Linked DNA regions of Sus scrofa: regions 2, 3 and 4 are each linked to region 1. Evidence: chromatin contacts called from public HiChIP or PLAC-seq data. All regions are on one chromosome and are shown on one strand. Each heading gives the region's core, a stretch centred on a gene start, on an enhancer-like site or on the middle of the called end of the contact. The rest is flanking DNA. Distances are from core to core; before and after follow the strand shown. Region 1 holds the start of CC2D1B (coiled-coil and C2 domain-containing protein 1B). Region 2 holds the start of NRDC (nardilysin). Region 3 holds the start of SELRC1 (Sel1 repeat containing 1). Region 4 holds the start of TXNDC12 (thioredoxin domain-containing protein 12).

Region 1 (3,630 bases), core at 570-3,069:
CTGTGTGTAGGTTGCAGAGGCAGCTCACATCTTGTGTTGCTGTGGCTATGGTGTAGCTCCAAGTCAACCCCTATCCTGGGAACTTCCATGTGTGGATGTAGCCCTAGAAAGGAAAAAAAAAGGAACTGTTCGAAATAACATCAGTAATAAATAATCCCTAGCAAGAAACAGCTAGAACATGGAATTTTTTAAAAGGCACCATTTATCATAAAAACAAAACTTGAAATAAAAAAATACTTAGATGGCACAGAAAAAATAAACTACCTAGGAATAAATCTAATAAAGAGATGTGATTAACTCTAAGTGTAAATCAGTTCCAATTAAAATCTTGGCAGAATTTATGGTATAACTTTTCAAGTCAATTGTAATAAACAAACAATGGAACAAACTGACATCTAAAACTTCACGTCAGTACTGAGAAAAACATTACCTGTATCAGAGTCCTGCCAGAAATATTTGCCCTGAATCTACTGATGAGAAAAATTAGCAGATAATCAGGATTGAGGGGAAAATGTCTGCAAAGCAGTGGTTTCTTTTAAAAAATATTCATAACACAAATATGTGTTAAGGATCTGGCATTGCCCTGAGCTGTGGTGTAGGTTGCAGACGCAGCTCGGATCCCGAGTTGCTGTGGCTATGGTGAAGCCCAGCAGCTGCAGCTCCAACTTGACTCCTAGCCTGGGAACTTCCATATGCTGCACGTGTGGCCATAAAAAGGGAGGGAGGGAGGAAGAAATAGCAGAAATAGAAATGATCAGGCATAATAAACACCAAATTCAGCAAAGTGGATCTCTCTTTGGGCAAGTGTTGCAACATGAGAGGTGGACAGGTGGCTTCAGTTTTATCCTACTGGCTTTTCTTAAACTTGTGGTAAGTGCCCATGTATTGTTAATTCACTCAAGAAATAGGCTATTTCTTGAGTGCCTGCTGGGTACCATGCATCACTTTAGACAGGAGATAACTTAGAAAACAAACAAAAACTTATGCCTTTATGGATCTTGCATTCCAGCAAATGTAAAATATCGTATATTTGTGTATATCTTAAATATTTCATTAAAATATTTTAATTTTTAATGAGTGAAACTTAAATTTTAAGATAGTAAAGAGGGTTCTCTTCAGGAAATCCCAAAGCAATAAGGAGATGGAAAAGCTCTTTGTCCAAGGAAACTGGGAGACCTTCAAAACTAACTACAAAACATAACTTTCAAAAGTTTAAAAACAGGCAGTAGGAAGCGATTTGGACGGAAATTTCTCTTAATGTCTCCCCGCTTCCACCTCCCCCACCCCCACAAGCGGAGTGAGAACCTGGTGTTAAATTATCTGAAGTGACTTCATGAAGGAGTGCAAAGAGCTGTTAGATCTTAAGTAGTCAATCCGCCTTCTGATTGGAAAAGGTACATTTAGGTGCTGAATGATTAAGTAGAACGTGGTGAGCCCCATCTCCCTTTCCCTAGATACTCACACAGTACACTGAAAAAGGAAATGCAAGAAGCCCCTCCTCCAGGGCGGAGCCTTCACATCCTCACCTCCAGAGGGGCGGTAGGAGGACTTGAGGCTATTTTAGGTGAGCGTGCGCCCAAGCAGCCCTGGAGAGCAAGTGAAGGAGCAAGCTTGGCGAGGAAGCTGTAAACGGAAAAGGACGGGGGTGTGCGCACCTGCTGCACCTCCTCAAGTAGCTGGACAACCCCGAACTGCCCAAACACCCTCCCAGCGAGCCTCGCTACCTGCCCGAAGGCGCCTGCGCGCTCAGAACCCCACCCTCGGAGTCACCTGTTGGAGCGCCGCGCCCTCTTCGCCTTGCGCATGCGTGATACGCGCCGCACGGGCCGTGGAGTCACGTGTCAGGGCGCGAGCCGTCTCCCCGGGGGCTCTTCCTGTCACGGCTGCCTCGGCGGCCCTGGGGCCGCGAGAGGCCTGGGCGGTGCCGGGCGGGAGGAGGCCCGGGTTGGTTTCGGATCCGCTGCGAGGTATGCTGCGAACTCGTCCCCCGGCAAGGGGCGCTGAGGGGACCGCGGGGGAGATGAGGCGGCTGGGCAGGGGAGGGCAGGGCAGGGCGGCGCGTCCTCGGCGCGTTGCGTGGGGTCCCCGGCTTCGCCTCCCTGCGCACTGCCTGCCCTCCTCTCTCCGGAGCCCGGGCCTGGGTCCAGGACCGAAGCCCCCGGAGCCGCAGCGTCTGACTGACCCGCGCACTCCGTGTCCCCCGCTCAGTTGACCGCCGCTCATTCACCCAAGTCACCGACCTCTGACGCCTGGTGTCACCCTGAGCGCCCCCTCCCGAGCGCGCACATCTGAGCCTCGGAGCCCTGTTGATTTTACCCCCTAACTCTGGACTCCGTCCGCTTCTCTCCATCCCCAGCGCCCCCGCTCTCCCTCAGCGTCGCTCCTTTCGCCCGGAGCGTTGCGAGATGCTCGGTACTGAGTGGGCTTGCAGCCTGCATTCTCCCCCTGCTTCCTTCCCTTCTGCAGCTAGAGGGAGGTTTCTGAATCGCCGACCTGACCCCGTCACGTCCATTGCGCTCAGAATCGGGCCCAAACTCCTCTAGGCGGAAAGGTGTTTCTGTTGTGCCCCTTGCTCACCGTTTCATCCTCGCGTGTGCCGTTTCTTGTCTCACACTCTCGGCCCCAGTAATCCCAGTTTAATTTCCTTGTGCAGTTCTGCTCATCGCCTCAGAACCATTATCAGGTTGTTCCCTCTGTTTGGAATCCTATTCCCTGTCCTTCCCCCCAACTTCTTCATGACTCAGCATGGGCATCACCTTCTCCAGAAACCTACTGTCTGCTGAATAAGGAGCTGCCCCTGAGCACACCACCCCTGGCTCAGCCCTGTGTAGCTTTTGTCCAGTGATGAGGCCTTTCTGACCAGTAAAAGTTCTTTGAGGGCTGAGATCACATCAGGTTCATTCCTGCTCCCCGGTGCCCAGCCCAGGGTCTGACACCTAGTAGGTCCTTGAATGGTTGTGAAATCTCAGAGAATCAGAATGCCGATTGGGATTTCCGTAGAGCAGAACTGTTCAATAGAACTTTCTGCAGTGATGAAAATGTTCATTATTTGTGCTGGCCAACAGTAGGCCACTAGCTGAGGAACAGGATTAAAAAAAAAATTTTTTTTGTCTTTTTAGGGCCCCACCTGAGGCATATGGAAGTTCCCAGGCTGGGGGCCGAAATGGGGCTACGGCTGCAGGCCTGCACCACAGTCACAGCAACGCCAGATCCAAGCCACATCTTCGAGCCACACTGCAACTTGCTGGATCCTTTAACCCACTGACCAAGGCCAGGGGTCAGACCTGCCTCCTCATGGATACTAGTTGGGTTCTTAACCCACTGAGCCACAATGGGAACTCTTGAACAGGATTTTAAATTAATTAATTTATTTTTATTTGTTTTGTCTTTTTAGGGCCATACCCACGGCATATGGAGGTTCCCAGGCTAGGGGTCAAATCGGAGCTACCGCTGCCGGCCTACACCACAGCCACAGCAATGGGGAATCCGAGCCATGTCTGCAACCTGCACCATAGCTCACAGCAAACGCCAGATCCTTAACCCACTGAACGAGGCCAGGGATCAAACCTGCAAGCTCATGGATGTTAGTTGGATTCATTAACCACTGAGCCATGATGGAAACTCCGTAAA
Region 2 (3,630 bases), core at 445-2,944, 440 kb after region 1:
TTCAATTAATTTATTTCATCTGCTGCTCTAGTTCAGGTTTCATCATTTTTTTTTTCTTTCTTTTTCGGTTTGTGTATTTAGACCTGCATCCACGGCAAATGAAAGTTCCCAGGCTAGGGGTCGAATCAGAGCTGCAGCCACCAGCCTATTCTACACCACAGCCACAACAATGGCCAATCTGAGAGCGCACCTGTGACCTACACCACAGCTCAAGGCAACGCAAGATACTTAACCCACTGATTCAGGCCAGAGATCGAACCTGAGTCTTCACGGATACCGGTTGGGTTCGTTACTGCTGAGCCACTATAGGAACTCCAGATTTTACCATTTCTTTTCTGATTCCTTGGGCTTCTCCTTCCCAACTCTTTATTTTCCTATCCATCATCATTTCTTGTCTTAGCATTCCCACCTCCGCCCTTTTTGCCTTTTTAGGGCTGCACCCACGGAGGTTTCCAGGCTACAGGTCGAATTGAAACTGTAGCTGCGGGCCTACACCAGAGCCACAGCAACACCAGATCCCAGCCATATCTGAGACCTACACCACAGCTCACAGCAACAGTGGATCCTTAACCCACTGAGCAAGGCCAGGGAGTGAACCTGCGTCCTCATGGATACTAGTCAGATTCCGTTTCCCCTGAGCCATGAAGGGAACTCCCTTAGCATTCACTTTTTAAAAATTATTTTATTCTGTTTCTCCCCATTTGAATGCATGCTCCAAGAAGGCAACAAATTTTGTTTTGTTCATGATTGTCTTCCCTATATCTGGAGCTGGGGAGGCCTAGAAAAATGTAAAGACCTAAAACAATCATCAAGATATCTCTGCTTCAAGTGCTTCTGCATTCACCATGTTTCTTCCTTTTGTGTGCTACAACTGCTTATGCCAAGGTTAGTAAATCACACACCTAGTACCACATCAGTTGCTTTTTATTTTCCAAGTACGTCTGTTTCAATCACATCTTGCCCACCAACGGCCACTGAAGGCAGGAAAAAACCTTGGGGAAACGGACTTAAGGGACAGGAGGTGGCTGCTCAGCGAAAGTTGGCTAACACTAACTGTGGACTCTAGTCTCTGGGGGAAGCTCAAAATGTTTTCGCATAGAAGAGTGAACACATTTACACCGGTCTTTTAAACACTTAGGCGAAGTGCACGACGGTCTAGCAAGCTGTAAGGAGGAGAAGCACGGCGGCTATTTCTCCGGTTCCGCTCAGCTCCACTCCCACGCAGCTTCCATCCGGCTGCAGAAAAACACTTCCGGCGTTCTGCTTTTTACGTGCCGAGTCACGGCCAAAACTCCACCCAGGTCTGAGGGGCATGATACGCAAAATACGACATGAGTGAGGGGAGGGGAAGCCTGGAAATTAATTTTCTCCACTCGCTTAGCGGTTTTCTCATCCGGGGAATATTTCTCTCGGAGCGGTGGAGCACTATTCAGCTGCTACCTCAAGCCACCTCCCCTCTTCCGTCATAAACGCTGCGCAGCCTCCCAGGCGCCGTTCTCCCGTCGTCCTCCGCGTCCCTCTCTCCGCCTCTTTTCTCTCGCCCCGCCCACTCCGTGTCCCGAAGAGCTCTCTGCGTGCTGCGAGATGCCGGCCCGGTCTCTTTGGTTCTTTTTTATTCCTTGTTCCCATTGGTTGATCACATGCACATGACTTCTATCTTGCCTTGTTATTGGCTAAAGTCAGTTGCGTCATCGACGGCGGGAGGGTGGGGGGGATGAGGGAAGTTGGCTTGGGGGAGACCGGATTGGGGGAGGGGTTCAGGCCTGTCCTCCCCGGCGGCTGCGGCAGCACCAGCGCCGGCCGCCACCGCCTCTGGAACGCGGAGGAGGAGGAGCGGCTGGAGAAGTAGGAGGAGGAGGAGGGCCCTAGGGAGCGGGATGCCCATTACTCCGGCTTGGTGGTGAATGTTGAGGAGAGTCACGGTTGCTGCAGTCAGTGCCACCGGGAGGAAGTTGTGGTGTGAGGCCGGGCGGGAGCTCGCGGCGCTGTGGAGAGTAGAAGCGCGGGGTCGGTGCGAAGACTCCGCGGCTGCCAGACCCTTTCCTACTCTGACCATGCCTGGAAGGAACAAGGCGAAGTCTACCTGCAGCTGCCCTGACCTGCAGCCCAATGGACAGGATTTGGGCGAGAGCGGCCGGGTTGCCCGTCTGGGAGCCGACGAATCTGAGGAGGAGGGACGGAGGGTGCCTGTCAGTAATGCCGGAGACCCTGAGATCGTCAAGTCTCCCAGCGACCCCAAGCAATACCGGTGAGGGAGGAGGCTTAGACCAGGGAGGAAAGCAGGGCGAGGGCCTCAGAGTGGCCGCTGTGGTCTCTTCTTGTCTCCGAATCTTCCGAAGGAGCACCAGGGGCACATTCCCAGCCCCAAAGCTTCCTTGGATGGAGGTGTCAAGAGCAGTTAGAGGCTTCCGTGATGTGTGAGCTGGACGAGGGGGAAAACTTGGGTTCCACAAGGAATCTGGATGTCAGAATGGGCAGGGTTGTTGGAATAATTTTGATACTCGCTAAAGCAAGAATGGAGGTTTCTCTGAGGAAAGCAGGCTGGATGGGCGGGGGGTGGGGTGGGGTATTGGTATTATGAGGAAAGGTTCAAGGAGCTGGAGATTTTAATTTTGGAGGGGATATTTAAGGGAAATACTATCATTATCCACAAACATTCCAGGTGCCCGTAGATGAAAGAGGGGTAAAACTAATGGGTGGAAGTTACTGGAGGGTCATGTGGCTTCAGTAAAAGAACTTAGGCATCAGAGTTGGCCTGAAATGAAGTGACTTACTTCCATGGTTTTTTTCTCAATGCTCGAATGGTTGGGTGACATCTTCCAAGAATATATTAGAGAGGGCTTGAGTCTCAGTTGGGTGAATCATAGAAGATTTGTAAGGTTTCCTCTCATCCCGCAATTCTCAACTTTTGGTTTGTATCATAATCCTCTAAACATCTCTAATATCTGGAGGCTCAATCCCCACCTGAGTATATTCTTCGCAGGTAGCCTATTCCATAGAATGTCATGACTATAATTATTTTAAAGAGAGATCATATTGCTTAGCTTCATTTTACAAGTTGAGGAAATTGAGATCCAGAGGGTTTGCTTCTTGCTCAGAATTACATAGCTAAATAATAACAGAGCTGGTATGAACACGGTGTCCATCTGACACTAACTCCAGTGCACCATTTACTGATTTTTTTTATAAAGTTCTTACTCATATTGAGTTGAAAGCTAAAGGATTCTTTCTAGGTTTTAATTTGTTATAAGCCCCTACAGTGTTAGAGCAGGAAAGAACCTTAAAGATAATCTTTTTCATTCCCTACCACCCTCAATAGGCAGATGACTGAAACTAAGGTCTAGAAAGAAGTGATTTAGCCCCAAGTTGAAGACAGACCTAATTTTTTCTTACTAGAGATTAACAGTTTACAACTCTGTACTATTCTTCCCTGGCTGCAGATCTTTATGGATGGGCCAAATTTTCTCTTATCAAAGACATTATATTAGTAATGATGTAATGAGCAATTTGGACCTTGATAAAAAGAGATTAACAATTCACAACTCTGTACTATTCTTCCCTGGCTGCAGATCTTTATGGATGGGCCAAATTTTCTCTTATCAAAGACATTATATTAGTAATGATGTAAAT
Region 3 (3,630 bases), core at 451-2,950, 340 kb before region 1:
CTGCAAACTCATGGGTCCTAGTCAGATTCGTTAACCACTGAGCCACAACAGGAACTCCCAGGACATGGATTCTGACTAAGATCTGTCTGCTCTCTGAAGCCAGTCATTTCCTACTACATTAGATCAGAATAGACCAAGTGGAGTGAACACTGAAGTGAGAGCATCTAAATCTATTTTAGGAGTGTATGGCTGTTGCGTCTGGGAAGACTTCACAGAGAAGATCTCTGATTTGGGAAGGGTAGTCCAAGTGTCAAGAGCACTAGTAAACAGACACAAATCTGGGACCTATCCAGAGAACAGAAAGTTGGGTGAGGTATGCGGGAGAAGAGGCAGGAGATAAGGCTAGAGTCAGATTGCACTTAGAGGGTCTTGGAGACCAGGCAAAGAGAGGTGATCTCAAAATCAAAGGTTGGGGCTTCTCTATATGAGAGATGTATTAAAGGATCTCCCAAGGTGATCAGGTGTCTAAGAAACCACTAGTAAATGTGGAATGACAACTGGAATGTGTTATCCTATGAAAGATGTGTTATGGACTTGAGTGTAAAATCATTTAAATCTTTAAAATAAAACTGGAATTTCGAAGACGTTTCCCAGGTTCAGCAAGCTACTCTCTAACAAGGACGTGGTTGGAAGTGGTCCATTCTCTGACGCCCTTAAGGATAGGTTAATAGTGGAGCCATTTGGAAGCAATGCTAGAGGTGCTGGGAAACCAAGGACTTGAGCTCCCCTCAGGGACATAGGCGAGGGCTGGCTGGGACTCAAAGAGAAATAGGAACTGACTGTCTTTGGAGAGCGTTCAGTCTAGGCTTTATGGAACTGATGATTCTAAGAAGAAAAAGCAAAAACCAGCTGAAATTCCTCTTTTCTTTCCCATATCCTTGACTTTTCCTTTTGTACTTCATTCTTTTATTCAAAAAATATTCATTGCACAGCAAATTTCGTATTTCCTGTGTGACCTTTGGACAATTTACTCTCTGTACCTCAGTTTCTTTCCTCATCAGCAGAATGGGGGGAATAACTCCTACCCACAATGAGTGCCTTCATGAGAATTAAATGAGGAAGCTCTTCAAATAGAATCTGAAACAAAGTTTAGCCCTGTTTAAGCATTAGCTATTATAACAGTATTATTACTGCTACTGTGATCCGGCTATCATCTTCCACAGCCATTCATTCCTTGGGTCACTCATGTTGGAGGCAGAAGGTGGGAATGGGAGGAAAAGAGAGATGAATCAGACTTTTCACTGCACTTGCAGCGACTTAAGAATATTGGTTTGTCCAGCTACAGCTGGCCCATAATGGGTGCTCAAAATACTTGCTGAATGGATAAACAAAAGCTTTCCTTCTAAACTGCAAGCCCTTTAATGGCAGGACCCATACTTCCTCGCTGTTGTATTACTAGCACCAAGCACTTGGTGAGGCATATGGTAGGCGCCTAGGCAACACCGAATTAACGAAAGAGCGGACAGATGGAGAGATAAATGACCAGAAGCGGAGAAGCATTAAAGCCACAAGACTGGCACAGTAAAGTGCTACAGAAAGACTGCTACCAGACCTGAGGAAAAGGTGAGACAGCCAAAGCCTAACAGCCAGAGAGCAGAGGAAAAGCTCAAGCTCCCGGCGCGCCGGGCTTTCAGGCCGCCGGAGGGAGCGGCGGACCTCGGCGGCAAGCCCCGCCCAAGCCCCGCCCCTCCGCCGCTCACGTGACCTGGGCGGGCGTACGGCGCGCGCCGGGGCAGAGCGGCGGGGTGATTTTGACTGACCGAGCGAGAGCCATGGCGGGCCTCGTGGACTTCCAGGACGAGGAGCAGGTGAAGTCCTTTCTGGAGAACATGGAGGTGGAGTGCAATTACCAGTGCTATCAGGAGAAGGACCCGGACGGTGAGCCCCGCCAGCACGGCCTAGGTTCACGTGGGGGCTCCGGACGCAGGGGCGGGAGTTGGACGGGTCACGTGAGGGATCTCTGAGGGGATCTGGAAGGGGTCACCGGCCGGGGACACGGGGTGTGTGGGACACAGACGGCCTTGTGGAGGGGCGGGGAGGGGTCGGTTGGCTTCCGCAAGGACTTGCTGGGCTCGCCGCGGGAGAATGCTCTGCCTGGAGGCCGGGCGGGAAGGAAAAGAAGCGTTTGGGCACGTGGAGGAGAGACCCTGGGGCTACGTCAGTGATCGGATAAAAAGCCGCGTCCTCAGGGAGCTTACATTCTAGTGGGGGTACTGGACAGTAAACACAGAGAAACACATGTGTAGCATATTAGAAATTAATAAGTGCAGTGGGAAAAGGAACTGGCTGAGAGGTACCAGAATTCAGGAAGGCAGTTTTAAATCGAGTGATTAGGGAGAATCATGAGAGTGACATTTGAACAAAGTGTAGAAGGTAAAGGAGATCCATGCCAGGCAGAGCTAGGCCCAATGAAAAGGCGCAGCGAGGTGAGTGTGCTCAGTGTGTTCTGGGAACATGAGTTGACTTCCCTGTGTGGGCGATGTGCAGGAGAGGTTGCCCAGAGCAGCCAGTACCTTTGGAGTGGTTTTCTTCTTCCTACTTTTTTTTGGGGGGAGGGGGGTGGCTCTTCTGTGGCACACCGAAGTTCCAGGGCCATGGGTTGTAACCAGAGCCACAGCGTGGCAGTGCTGGATCCTTAATCCACTGTGCCACCAGGGAACTCCTGCCTACTTTATTTTTATAAAAGAAAAAAAAAAAAAAAAAAGGCACTGGGCCTGTCTTCTAGTAGCTTGCAGTCTAGCTGCACGCTGTGGCATGAACCTGTAGTCCCAGGAGTTACTTGGGAGGCTGAGGCTGGAGGATCCCTTGAGCCCAGGAGTTCTGGGCTACAATGTGCCATGTGGATCAGATGTCCACACTAAGTTTGGGATCAATATGGTGACTTCCCAGGAATGGGAGACCACTGGGTTGCCTAAGGAGGAATGAACTGGCCCAGGTGGGACACAGAGCAGATCAAGACTCCCATGCTGATCAACAGCTTGGAGTCTAGCTTGAAGCTGACCAACTACACAGAGTTGCTCTGCAGTGTGATGGCTTAAATCTTAAGAAGCCAGGGTTGTTCAGTAAGGCTAGTTCATGTCCTAAGTGTAGAGAGAAGGAGAATTCACAGGAGTGGAGTCACTGAGGAGCAGAATGGTTGGGAAGACATCTGGAAAATGTTGGGAGGAATAGGCAAGTAGTGTTGATTTAACAGAGCAGAAGGAGAGAAAAAAATGCTGTTCTTGGGAAGGTTGAAGTTAGAATGTATTCAGAAATAAGATTAACGAGGAACCCTGGGACACGGTGCCAATGCCTGGGGTAAGGCGTTTAGACTTTATTCTGTAGGCAATGAATGGAGAGCCATATATGTTTTTGTACTCTGGAGATAAAGCAAGCAGTGAAGTAGGGAGGGTGGATGTTTAAGAAAGACTGGCTGTGGCACGTTAGGCGAGCCTGAGAGGATGCTGTGGTTAACATAACTGCTTCTGTAGTAGACTTCAAAATCATCATTTCTCACCTGGATTACTGAAATAACTTTCTAACTTGACTCTCCATCTGCACCGCCACTCCCTTAAATTCTGTTCTTTACTCACAAAAATGATATTGTATTTTTTTTTTGCTGCACCTGCAGCATATGGAAGGAAGTTCCTG
Region 4 (3,630 bases), core at 330-2,829, 280 kb after region 1:
CAGAGATAAAACAATTTCAATCTTTAATCCTGACTTTTTATTATGAAGGGTTACTCTATAAGAGAGGCACAGGCTTTGGAATCCGAAGGATCAAGGTTTTTCCACTTAGGGCTTCAGAAAGTTCTTTTACTTCTCTGAACTTGTATTCCTTCCTATTAGAAAAAGTGTAACAACACATACTTCACAGCTGTTTTACGGGTTAAACATTAAGTAATCAAGTACCGGGTATGGCTCAAGCAGATACTCAAAAACTGGTAACTATTGTTACCATTGCCCAAGGTACAGACATAGTATAGTGAAAGAACGTGGGAACAGAAATTGAAACCGCAATTCACTAGCTTTGTAACACTGCCTGTCGGTCAATCATCAACTTCCTGACAGCCTACTATGCATCACGCAGTGGGATGGGGCTACAAGGATGGGCAAGGCAATGTCTCGGAGAGGGTGGCACACTTGTAAACAAATACTGCCATTACGAGGTGAAGAGCGCAGCAATGGAATTTGGTTGGGGGCGGGGGCTGCTAACCTCGGTTTCCCTATCTGTCGAGTGGGAGGATCAAATGAGATGACAGCAGATAGGCTGTACAAAGCTCAAAGCTCAAGCCTTATTGCTGTGAATAATGAAGAGTAACAGGGCAGAGGCGGGGGACCACCTGCCACCTGGGCCTGGACCTGGGCTGCAACAACGCGGGCCCGCGAGCCCCGACAGAAAGCGGTGGTGCTGGGGACCTTCCCTCAGGTGCCGACCCCCAGCTGCGCCGCCGCTAACCGACAGGCCAAGACAGCCGCCTCCGCCCCCACTCGGCGCGCCACCGCGGAAGTGGCAGCCCGATCGGTTGGCGGGTGTCGGTAGAAAAGGGCGGGGGGAGACCGTGCGCGGCGGCCTATGGCCGTGGAGTGGCGGGACCGCCGGGGGTCTCACCTGAAGCAGGGAGGGTCCTCCAACACCAGCACGCGGCAAGAGCAAGATGGCTGCCTCAGTCGAGACAGAGAAAGACGAAGGCAGCCGCGGCGGCGGGAGTGGAGCCCACGTGACACACCCGGCCCCGCCTCTCTCTCGCCGGAGCAGCCTATCCTGGAAGCTCATATACAAACTACAAAGCCCAGGCTGCTCTGCGCTTCCCAACAGAAACGCGGCAGGTGCAGACCGCCGCGCTGCTTTCTGGAGCTTGCAGTCTCCTGGGCGTCCCATTGTGTCCGTGCCTGCAGTTTATAGGAAGCCTAATAAAAAGGCAATGGGTATTTTTGTTTGGGTGTATACTTTTGTCGAATGCTTCGCTAGGTATTAAGTACGCACTGTCGGACTCAACTAGAGTGGAGACTCGGAGAGACGGGAAATTTTGAGCCGTTTTTTATGCCTCAAGAGAGGAAAATCGAGAAATAACCCACAAAGTTTAAAAACAACAAAAACAAATACATTTAATCAGAAGAAGCTTCACACTTTAAGTGCCTGCAGTGACTTATGCCCCAGTGCCCCGCAGAGCTAGGTCAGATTTGCAGTAAGAAATCACAAGTTTGGTTTTCTCGGAGCTTGCATCAGTTGGTTGCATCATCCCTGAATGGAAGAATTTAGCTTACAAGGAATAAAAAATAAGGTCCAGTGTTTCTTCTCCAACCGTAAGGGACATTCTTGCAGGCACAAGACTGCACCGCAGAACAGGTTTGCCAGGTCTTCTCGAGACCCGAGCAGGAACTTAAGAATGAAATCCGGTTATCTGTCTTTTTTATTTGCGGAGGGGGATGGGGTACCTGAAACCAATGGGCAACCAGCCCAACAGTTGGGAGAGGCTGACTTCACCGATCAATAATTTGCGTAGTGAGTATTAAGTGCAGCGGTTCTTGGTGGGGGGAGGGGCTAGCCTGAAGGCGGACGCCACCAGCAACGGTTCTCCCGAGTCTCCTCCCCACCCGCCCACTATCTCGGCCCATCTTTTCTCTCTAGGTCCTCGGACGGAATGTCCAGAACCGTGGGGAAGCAACTACCGCTCGAAAGCAACGCCTGCAACCTTCTACGTGATCTGCACCTTTAAACTCAGTCCCAGACCGGACCCCGGAGGCACCACCCACATCCGTCTAACATCACTTCCTTCAGGGTTAGGGGAAAAAAAAAAAAAAAAAATCTGGGAAAGCGAGGGGTTGGGCTGAGCCGCACTTGGGATACCGCGCGGACCATCTGCTAGGACTCGGGCCCGGCGTCTGCTCAGCCCAGGGGCCCCGCGGACTTACCACCATGGAACCGCGGCCTCGTCTCGGGGCCACCTGTTTGCTGGGCTTCAGTTTCCTGCTCCTCGTCTCTTCTGATGGACATGTTGGGCTTGGAAAGGGTCAGACCGCGTTCTTATCTTAATCTTTACTCATTCTGGGCCCCAGCCCAGTACAACCCTCTCCTTGTCCTAACACGATCCCCTTCCCATTCTGTCTCTGGCCACCCTAGATTTCTTTTTATCCTCTCCAACTGCTCCTGGAGTTTGAGGAAGATCTCTTGGGGTAGGGAGTAGCGGTTCTGGGGAATATTGAGTTGGGGAAGTTGTACTTGAGGCCTCCCTAAATGCTTGGGTTGGGGTAAGGAATGACCCGTATATTAGGAAAAGCATGTTTAAGAAACCAGCTTAGTGTCTAGCACTTGGTGGGTCCTCAGACATCCGTCACCGTTCCTCAGGGTGGACTTTCATATTTGGATTCTTTTCGTGGGTCTGAAGATTCCGCTCCTCACCTCTTACCTGAAGAGCTAGATTACTGCCTCCAGACCTGGAGGGAACAGAACCTGCACCCAGGGAGGGTGACTGGGTGCATAAGGAAGGGCCATATAAAGGGTCGAAGGTCTGATGTTAGAGGGTCACCAACAGTTGTCCTCGGTGTGGTTCAGTGTAATTGAAGAAAATGGTTTTTTTGGAAGAATGAGGGACAGTGGTTACCAATGGAGAATAAGAGGTGTTCCCTACTGCATTTATCCCACTACCTACATCTTTATTGGAGATCAGGGTTTATGCTTTTTCTAAGTGGGTGTGATAGTATGTATTTCCCTCTTCTTACTTTTTTTTTTTGACCTGACCTTACCATGTGGAATATCTCTGCTGCAATCTCGCTGTTTTTAATTTTGTTTTATCCTCCCTATTTGCACCTTTATTGGTGGGTGATGAGATTGAGTGGACATTCAGTGTGCCTGAATGCAGTCATTCCTTCACTCAGTAAGTAATTTTTGATCACCTCCCATAATCCAGGTACTGTCCTAGGCACTAGGGATATGGCAATGGACGGGACAGATAAGGTTCCTGCTCTCATGAAGCTTATATTCAGTTCAGAGAGACAGGGAGCAGACACATGAACAAATTAATAGGCAAGATAATTTCAGCTAGGAATGAATGCTGGGAAGAAAATGAAACCGATGGAGTGGAAAGACTGGGGAAGGATGAAGGAGCTGGCATTCCTTGAGCTAGGAAGATCGGGGGAAGCTTCTCTGAGATATATGGGTTTCCATCTCAGTGGTGAAACTGCAAAGTGAATTCGATTGGGCCAGAATGTTTTAAGTACTGAAAATCCCATTTTAAGACAGAGTACTGAATATGTAATGTAAAATTATAAATACTGAAGGAGACAGAAGTGTATAGTGCTAGGAATGTAGGTTTAGAT

The links. HiChIP or PLAC-seq counts read pairs in DNA pulled down with a chosen protein or histone mark.
Region 2: a contact with region 1 is called in an H3K27ac HiChIP or PLAC-seq map of alveolar macrophages. The contact joins the promoter of NRDC here to the promoter of CC2D1B in region 1. A contact is called at or near these places in 1 of 5 promoter capture datasets (liver) and 1 of 2 datasets of contacts at active chromatin or transcription factors (alveolar macrophages).
Region 3: a contact with region 1 is called in an H3K27ac HiChIP or PLAC-seq map of alveolar macrophages. The contact joins the promoter of SELRC1 here to the promoter of CC2D1B in region 1. A contact is called at or near these places in 1 of 5 promoter capture datasets (fetal liver), 1 of 47 Hi-C or Micro-C datasets (embryonic fibroblasts) and 2 of 2 datasets of contacts at active chromatin or transcription factors (alveolar macrophages and skeletal muscle).
Region 4: an H3K27ac HiChIP or PLAC-seq map of alveolar macrophages shows a contact between it and region 1. The contact joins the promoter of TXNDC12 here to the promoter of CC2D1B in region 1. A contact is called at or near these places in 1 of 5 promoter capture datasets (liver), 1 of 47 Hi-C or Micro-C datasets (heart right ventricle) and 1 of 2 datasets of contacts at active chromatin or transcription factors (alveolar macrophages).

The regions. Positions count from the first base shown.
Region 1 is chr6:159,852,729-159,856,358 of Sscrofa11.1, forward strand. CC2D1B (coiled-coil and C2 domain-containing protein 1B) reads left to right here and starts at 1,820. Exons shown (of 25, transcript XM_021096652.1): 1 at 1,820-1,967. It overlaps LOC110261230 (a long non-coding RNA gene), which reads right to left and starts at 1,855. Exons shown (of 3, transcript XR_002345202.1): 1 at 1,771-1,855.
Region 2 is chr6:160,297,407-160,301,036 of Sscrofa11.1, forward strand. It overlaps NRDC (nardilysin), which reads left to right and starts at 1,695. Exons shown (of 31, transcript XM_003127978.6): 1 at 1,695-2,248. The coding sequence starts at 1,905.
Region 3 is chr6:159,510,162-159,513,791 of Sscrofa11.1, forward strand. It overlaps SELRC1 (Sel1 repeat containing 1), which reads left to right and starts at 1,701. Exons shown (of 4, transcript NM_001243594.1): 1 at 1,701-1,878. The coding sequence starts at 1,773.
Region 4 is chr6:160,135,165-160,138,794 of Sscrofa11.1, forward strand. It overlaps TXNDC12 (thioredoxin domain-containing protein 12), which reads left to right and starts at 1,580. Exons shown (of 8, transcript XM_021096661.1): 1 at 1,580-1,816; 2 at 1,943-2,324. The coding sequence starts at 2,231. BTF3L4 (transcription factor BTF3 homolog 4) reads right to left here and starts at 1,043. Exons shown (of 6, transcript XM_021096654.1): 1 at 923-1,043.